2 separate regions of the Xenopus laevis genome follow, and region 1 is linked to region 2. A link is a contact called in public Hi-C data. All regions are on one chromosome and are shown on one strand. The core of a region is the stretch at or near the end of the contact, and the rest is flanking DNA. Distances in the headings are between cores, read along the strand shown.

Region 1 (4,145 bases), core at 61-2,560, 61 kb after region 2:
TATGGGGTCTATCTGAATAACGGGAAGGCCATCTCCCATAGACTCCATTTTTATCAAATAATTCAAAAATGTGCAAGTGATTTCCTTTGTCCCAGTAATAATAAAACAGTAGCTTGTACTTGATCCCAACTTAGATATAATTAATCCTTATTGGAAGCAAAACCAGCCTATTGGGTTTATTTAATGTTTACATGATTTTTTAGTAGACAAGATCCCTTATACAGAAACCCTCAGGTCCCAAGCATTCTGGATAACAGGTTCCATACCTGTATATATGGATAGAGAGAGATAGATAGATAGATAGATAGATAGATAGATAGATAGATAGATAGATAGATAGATAGATAGATAGATAGATAGATAGATAGATAATAGATAGATAGATAGATAGATAGATAGATAGATAGATAGATAGATAGATAGATAGATAGTGATAGATGAGAAATAGATATTAATTATTAATTAATTATTAAACAGGTTCCATACCTGTATATATGGATAGAGAGAGATAGATAGATAATAGATAGATAGATTAGAGAGATAGATAGATAGATAGATAGATAGATAGATAGATAGATAGATAGATAGATAGATAGTGATAGATGAGAAATAGATATTAATTATGGGCAATAACAATACTATTAAAGTAAAGTTATTAATATAGGTGATGTGTGTATGTCACAATATGATATATATATATATAACAGTCATCATAACATCTGATTGAATGTGCAGGGAGAGTGGGGTGTGAGTGCAGAGGAATGTCAGGATGACGAGAGTCAGGAGTAGTGAGTTTATTTCAGTAAATCCATCAGACTAATGATGTTTGCTCTCAATAATAAGCGACATCCCCGGCCTGTGCATAACAATGGGCCGCTAATAAACACGCGGAGACCCTCTAGTTCAGGTTAGTGATTTGCTTCAGGCAGCGGCCCCACCTCTCTCCGGGGGGGATTAGTGGATTGGCGGGGGGGTGGGATGGGTATAAATATTCATGGGAGTGAGCAGCACACTCAGTAGACTCAGTACATTCAGCACACTCAGTACACTGAGCTCAGAGCTAAGGGAAGGCAGGAGCGCTAGAGAAGAGAAGCGCAGACAATCGCACACAATCGCTACAAGCGCGCACTGATCGCAAAGCTGCCGGATATTGATTTATTGCCTCTATCAGTGAGAAGCTGTCACGGTGGATTTATTAACCTGTCGCTGCTGCAACTTCTCCCGAGTGCGACTTGTGGAGTTGTCCGGGCGCCGCCAGGAATGAGCCTCAGACAGTGACCCCGCAGCCGCCTGTGAGTGACCCGTGTAACATGGAGAGTCTGTCGCTGTCGCTGCTGCTGCTGCTCGTGTCGTGGCTTCAGGGGTCTCAATGCGCCGCGGCCAAGGAACTGTCCTGCCAAGAGATCACGGTCCCCCTGTGCAAAGACATCGGCTACAACTACACGTACATGCCCAACCAGTTCAACCACGACACGCAGGACGAGGCCGGGATGGAGGTGCATCAGTTCTGGCCGCTGGTCGTTATTCACTGCTCCCCGGACCTCAAGTTCTTCCTGTGCAGCATGTACACCCCCATCTGCCTGGAGGACTACAAGAAGCCGCTGCCCCCGTGTCGGAGCGTGTGTGAGCGGGCGCGGGCTGGTTGTGCCCCTCTCATGCGTCAGTACGGCTTCGCTTGGCCGGATCGCATGCGATGTGATCGTCTGCCCGAGCAAGGCAACCCGGACACCCTGTGTATGGACTACTACAACCGGACTGAGCAGACTACAGCCGCCCCCAGTCACCCGGAGCCCCCCAAACCCCCGGCCAGGTCGGTTCCTAAAGGCAGGACACGCGTGGAGCCCCCACGCAGCAGATCGCGGACGACAGGGTGTGAGTCAGGCTGCCAGTGCCGGGCCCCTATGGTGCAGGTTTCTAACGAGAGACACCCCCTGTACAACCGGGTCAGGACCGGCCAGATCCCCAACTGTGCGATGCCCTGTCACAACCCCTTCTTCAGCCCAGAGGAGAGAACCTTCACCGAGTTCTGGATCGGACTCTGGTCTGTACTTTGTTTTGCCTCCACTTTTGCCACTGTCTCCACTTTCCTCATTGACATGGAACGTTTCAAGTACCCCGAGCGCCCCATCATCTTCCTCTCCGCCTGTTACCTGCTGGTCTCCACTGGCTACCTGATCCGGCTCATTGCTGGCCATGAGAAAGTGGCTTGTAGCCGGGGGGAACTGGACCTGGAACATATAATCCACTATGAGACCACTGGGCCAGCCCTTTGTACTCTGGTCTTTCTTCTCATCTACTTCTTTGGCATGGCCAGCTCCATCTGGTGGGTCATTCTGTCCCTGACCTGGTTCCTGGCCGCTGGCATGAAATGGGGCAACGAGGCTATCGCTGGCTACTCCCAGTATTTCCACTTGGCCGCCTGGTTGGTGCCCAGCATCAAATCTATTGCTGTGCTGGCCCTTAGTTCAGTGGACGGCGACCCGGTGGCTGGCATCTGCTTTGTGGGCAACCAGAACCTGGACAACCTGCGTGGATTTGTGTTGGCCCCGTTAGTCATCTACTTGTTCATTGGCAGCATGTTCCTCCTGGCCGGATTTGTCTCCCTCTTTAGGATCCGCAGTGTCATCAAACAAGGGGGCACCAAGACGGACAAACTGGAAAAACTCATGATCAGGATCGGGATATTCAGCGTCTTGTACACGGTGCCCGCCACTATAGTGGTAGCGTGTTTCTTCTACGAACAGCACAACCGCCAGGGTTGGGAGGTGGCTCATAACTGTAACTCGTGCCAACCCGAAATGGCACAGCCCCGCCGGCCGGACTACGCGGTTTTCATGCTCAAGTACTTCATGTGCCTGGTGGTGGGCATCACCTCGGGCGTCTGGATCTGGTCGGGAAAGACTTTGGAATCGTGGAGGGCGTTCTGTACCCGCTGCTGTTGGGGCAGCAAAGCCACTGGAGGGTCAATGTACAGCGACGTCAGCACCGGGCTCACCTGGAGATCTGGAACTGGCAGTTCAGTGTCCTGCCCAAAACAAATGCCCTTATCTCAGGTCTAGATGGAGGTTTAACTTGGACTTACAGGAACAGTAACACCAAAAAATGAAAGTCATTTAAAGTAATGCAACTAGAATGCACTGTTAACCTTGACGTGTTTGCTTCAGAAACTCTAATATAGTTGATATAAACAAGCTGCTGTGTAGCCATGGGGGCAGCCATTCAAAGCTGAAAAAGGAGAAAAGGCAAAGGATATAACAGATAAGCTCTGTAGTATACAATGGGATTCCTTAGAACTTATCTGTTATCTACTGTGTATCCTGTGCTTGAATGGCTGTCCCCATGGCTACACAGCAGCTTATTTATATAAACTATAGTAGTACTTATCTGTTATCTACTGTGTATCCTGTGCTTGAATGGCTGTCCCAATGGCTACACAGCAGCTTGTTTATATAAACTATAGTAGTGTTTCTGAAGCAAACACATCAGTTTTACAAGTGCAGGGCAACACTACATTATTTATTTATTCATTAATTAAAGGACCAGTAGCATCAAAAAAACATTTTTTTTAAAAAAAAAGTTGTATACTACGGAAAAAAAAAACACCAACACATATTAAACTTTATTTAGAAATAACTTACCCAATCTCCACTTCAGAAAAGGCGACAGGGTGACAATCCATCGTGCGGCGCTCCATTTCCCCTCCCTGGCTATCTCCTATAAGGAAGGCAGGGAGGAGAAATTGAGTGCCGCACGATGGAACGCCTTTTCTGAAGAGGAGCGCAAGTGGAGATTTGGTAAGTTATTTTAAAGTTTAATATGTGTTGGTGGTTTTTTTTCCTAGTATACAAAAAAAATTTTTTAAAAAACTTTTGATGTCACTGATCCTTTAAAAGCACTTTCACTTTTTGATGTTACTGTTCCTTTAATACTCCCAGGGTGAGGTTCTTGCTGTCTCGTCCAGCCTGTGGTCACTTACCCGGGCAGTGCCCAACCTGTTGCCGTTTTGATGTTGTCAATCGACGACTGGGAGTTGAAGTTTCACAACAGCTTTAAGTTTTCAGGATGGACTTAATCATTATACCTAAATTGCTGGGGGGAGGGACAGACCTGAGACTCTTAGTAAGAGTTACCAACCTCACCCAACT
Region 2 (4,059 bases), core at 1,456-3,955:
CCCCAGATGCAAGCTCTACACCTGATGCAGCCAAACTGCCATCTTCCCCCTGCCACATGAACCTTTAATTTTCTGCTTGTGGCTGCGGTCAGCAGAAGGAGCGTTCCTGGGATGTCCGGCTCACCTTTTTTCCCAGTGTCCTGCCGGCCCGATCCATTAAAATCAACTTTTTCAACAGCAAAATTGTAGTCTTTTCTAGTAGGTGGTGGAATTCTACAGGAAACTGTGTACTGGTAACAGCAATGCAGGGCATCTGTCAGTAGTAGACTTAGTAGTACGATCGGTTGAATTAATAGGCGACATATGGATCAATAGTGATGTCAAAATTGAAATGTAAAGGGACTGCTGATTCTCAATCTACAAGAGCTTCCATGAACTGGATAACTCATTTAGAGCTCACTAGTGTTTCCTCAGGGTTGTCCAAGGCCCCTTTATACTTTAAGGACTCTGTAGCAGACTTCATTAGGTGAGCTTCCATTTTTGCTTTTGGGTTAAAGGACCAGTAACATCAAATTGTTTTTAAAAAAAAATTTGTTAGTATACAACACAAAGACAAATTAAACTTTGAAATCTCTAAGTCTTTATTAAGAAATAACTTACCGAAAATCCAGTGATCCATCGTGCGGCGCTCGATTTCTCCTCCCTGCCTTGCTTATAGGAGATAGCCAGGGAGAAGAAATCGAATACTGCACGATGGATCGTCACCATGTCGCCTTTTCTGAAGAGGAGTTTCTGTTATTTCTTAATAAAGACTTCAAGGTTTAATTTTTCTTTTTATGTTTTTTTTTCGTTGTACACTAACAAATTTTTTTTAAAAATAAATTGATGTTACGGGTCCTTTAAGCAACCATTCTACTGAGCTGTCACCAAGTAATAAAATGCAGACGCAGACACTTGCCCTGAGGCACATTGACTGTAATAAATAGCCTTTATGACCAGGAGCAAGGTTCACAATATACAGAATACTCTAAAATAGGCTAAAGTTAAAATGTGAATAATATCAGCTGGAAAAATCTGGGGCAGTGCAAAAGGGCTAAAGTCGGCGGAACAGAAGGATACTGCATGAGGGCCAAGACATTTGAATTGGAGCTGTTCTCCAATGTACCATATACTGGCAAATATGGAGCATAGAAAATGGAACATGGAAGTCCACCATACATCCAGCCATAGGTTCCAGTTAATGCTCAATAAAATACATTGTAAAACAGCCCAGTTTCCAGGGGACAACATATTTACTTTTATAATAGGCTTTGTTTTCCCTTTAAGATTTTTTTAAATTTTTTTTTAAACATGCAGATATTTTAAAAATGACATAAATGTGATATATTTAAAATCTCATATATCAGTGTTAGATGTAATCATGCCTCCCGGTATTTCTCAGGCCTCTGACAATAGTAACACTTTTCATTCTCACAGGTCCTAGTGCCCCTTTCATTGTCTTCTGATTAGCTTTGCAATTGATTGACCAGAACACTAATTACACGTTCCTTGTAGTAACTCGGCATTACTGTAAGAATTAATGAGACACAATTACTGTTTCCTGCTTAGTGCAGCGTCTTCTAATGAATAGAGCCCGTTGAAAACAGAGGCAAAAATGTGGTCTTTTATCCCAAATTTTTATAAATCTTTGTTCCATACTGCTTTATTTTTTAATCCCCAAGGTTGTTTTATCTAAACCTTGTGTTATAATTTGGCCTTCACTGAAAGTCTGGAGAGTATAAAAAAGTACTTAAGAACCAGCAATGAGCTTGGGGTGGTAGAATGCCAAGGGAAACTGGCTAAAGAACACATTACAATGTGATTTAAACAACCTACATTGATAGGGCATAAGGGTGTAAGTCTCAGTATTAATGATTTAACTTAATGTTAATTAATGTTTATTACCCAGAATTCCTTGTAACTTGCAAAAAATATATTGTGACAAGCCAGAGAGAGAACGAGAGAGAGAGATGATAGATAGAAAGATAGATGATAGATAGATGATAGATAGATAGATAGATAGATAGATAGATAGATAGATAGATAGATAGATAGATAGATAGAGAGATAGATGGATTTATAGATAAAGAGATGACAGATTATTAGATAAAGAGATAGCTAGGGAGAGAGAGAGAGAGAGAGAGAGAGAGAGAGAGAGAGAGAGAGAGAGAGAGAGAGAGAGAGAGAGAGAGAGAGAGAAATAGATAGACAAGAGATAGATACATGATAGATAGATAGATAGATAGATAGATAGATAGATAGATAGATAGATAGATAGATAGATAGATAGATAGATAGATAGATAGATTTATAGATAAAGAGATGGTAGATTATTAGATAAAGAGATGATAGATAGATAGACAGACAAACAGACGGACGGACGGACAGACAGATAGACAGACAGACAGATAGATAAAGAATTGTAATGATAATAATTTCATCGGTTTCAAGCTTTGTGACTTTTACAATACAATACTAACCCATACTAACAACTAATACAAAGAATACACTATGGCCTCAGTACTTTTATCTATATTTTTCCATTATTGCGCCTCTATGTATAAACCTGCAATGCACACACAGTGTATACTGGACCAGCTACAGGCCTGCTTGTGCTATTTACAGACTTCCTCAGTGCCTAAGACTGATGGGTCCCTTGCAGGAGAGTGATCTGTAATGCTCCCTCTATCAGCCTCTAAATCTTTGCCCTCCGGCTCATAACCTTTGTGCTCCCCAGCTGCACATGTCTGAATGTCTCCAGGCAATCGCAACCTCTGCACCGGCTCTCACTGTACATGTGCTTAGAGATGTGCATTATTTAGCAGTCAGTCCAAGTAAGAGATACGTTTTCCCATAACTTCACTCAGAATTCTCTCTGAACTACAAAAATGCATGTGATTGTTTCTGTAACAGAAGTGTACAAAACACTGATATGTTGATAGTCTAAAAAAAACAGAGAAGGCTCGGTAGGTGCAAGGAATGTTTTATGTGTTGGGAGGGAGGCTGACTTCTCTAGTGTCTTTAAATTCTTACCTTGGTCTTACTATATTCACTTAGCAAACTGATGACCACTGACAGACGCTTCCTATTATTGTTGTCATTCTTTATAAAGTGATGACGTATTTATGCAGCGCTTTACTGCGGCTGTTTCTCATTCACATCAGTCCCTGCTCCATTTTGGCTCACTGTCTAAGGTCCCTTTAAGATTTACACAACACACTATGGTGATGTTCATCAGCAGCCAGTTATCATACCTCTATGTTTTAGATGAGTAGGAGGAAACCATATGGAGATCCAAGGAGACCATCTATCTGTCTTGTAATATAACTAAAGACACCAGCAATGCATGGTAGTACAGGTACGAGACCTGTTATCCAGATAAGAAGTCTTTCCATCATTTAAATCTCTATACCTTAATTCTAAAAAATGTAAACATAACTTACTGAACCTCCGCTTGCAATTCTCTTCAGAAAAGGCGATTGGGTGATCCATCGTGTGGTGCTGGATTTCTCCTCCCTGCCTTCCTTATAGGAGAAAGCCAGGGAAGAGAAATTGAGCGCCACACGATGGATTGTCGTCCTGCCGCCTTTTCTGAAATGCAGCGCAAGCAGAAATTCGGTAAGGTTATTCTAAATGAAGACTTTGGGATTGTGTTGGTGTTTTTTTTCGTAGTATACAAACAAATTTATTCAAACATTTTTTTAATGTTACTAGTCCTTTCAGTGTTGTAGTGAAATGGTAGGGGAACTAGGCTCTTTATTGGCTCTTTATGGTAGAAGCTTTCAATCAATTCAAAATGTTGACTTATATGTTCCTAGAAGAAAAGAACTTTCATTTGAAGCAACGTAGGGGGTTCTTCACAGTCAGGACAGTGAGGTTGTGGAATGCACTGCCGGGTGATGTTGTGATGCTGATTCAGTTAATGACTATAAGAATGGCTTGGATGATTTTTTGGACAGACATAATATCAAAGGCTATTGTGATACTAAGCTCTATAGTTAGTATAGGTATGGGTATATAGAATTTAATTAAAAGTAGGGAGGGGTGTGTGTATGGATGCTGGGTTTTCATTTGGAGGGG

The links. Hi-C and Micro-C count contacts between places; a contact is called where the count stands out from the background.
Region 1: a Hi-C map of the XTC cell line shows a contact between it and region 2, with 3 times the contacts expected there. The contact joins the promoter of fzd8.L here to the enhancer-like site in region 2. A contact is called at or near these places in 2 of 4 Hi-C or Micro-C datasets (the XTC cell line and animal cap).

The regions. Positions count from the first base shown.
Region 1 is chr6L:20,289,788-20,293,932 of Xenopus_laevis_v10.1, forward strand. It overlaps fzd8.L (frizzled class receptor 8 L homeolog), which reads left to right and starts at 1,311. Exons shown (of 1, transcript NM_001085675.1): 1 at 1,311-3,156. The coding sequence starts at 1,311. The coding sequence ends at 3,059.
Region 2 is chr6L:20,227,411-20,231,469 of Xenopus_laevis_v10.1, forward strand. No RefSeq gene overlaps it. Among protein-coding and RNA genes, the nearest start is that of fzd8.L, 62 kb to the right of the region's middle. Within about 2 kb of position 2,706, at least 1 of the 7 cell types and tissues checked has an H3K27ac peak or open chromatin away from gene starts, as enhancers often do.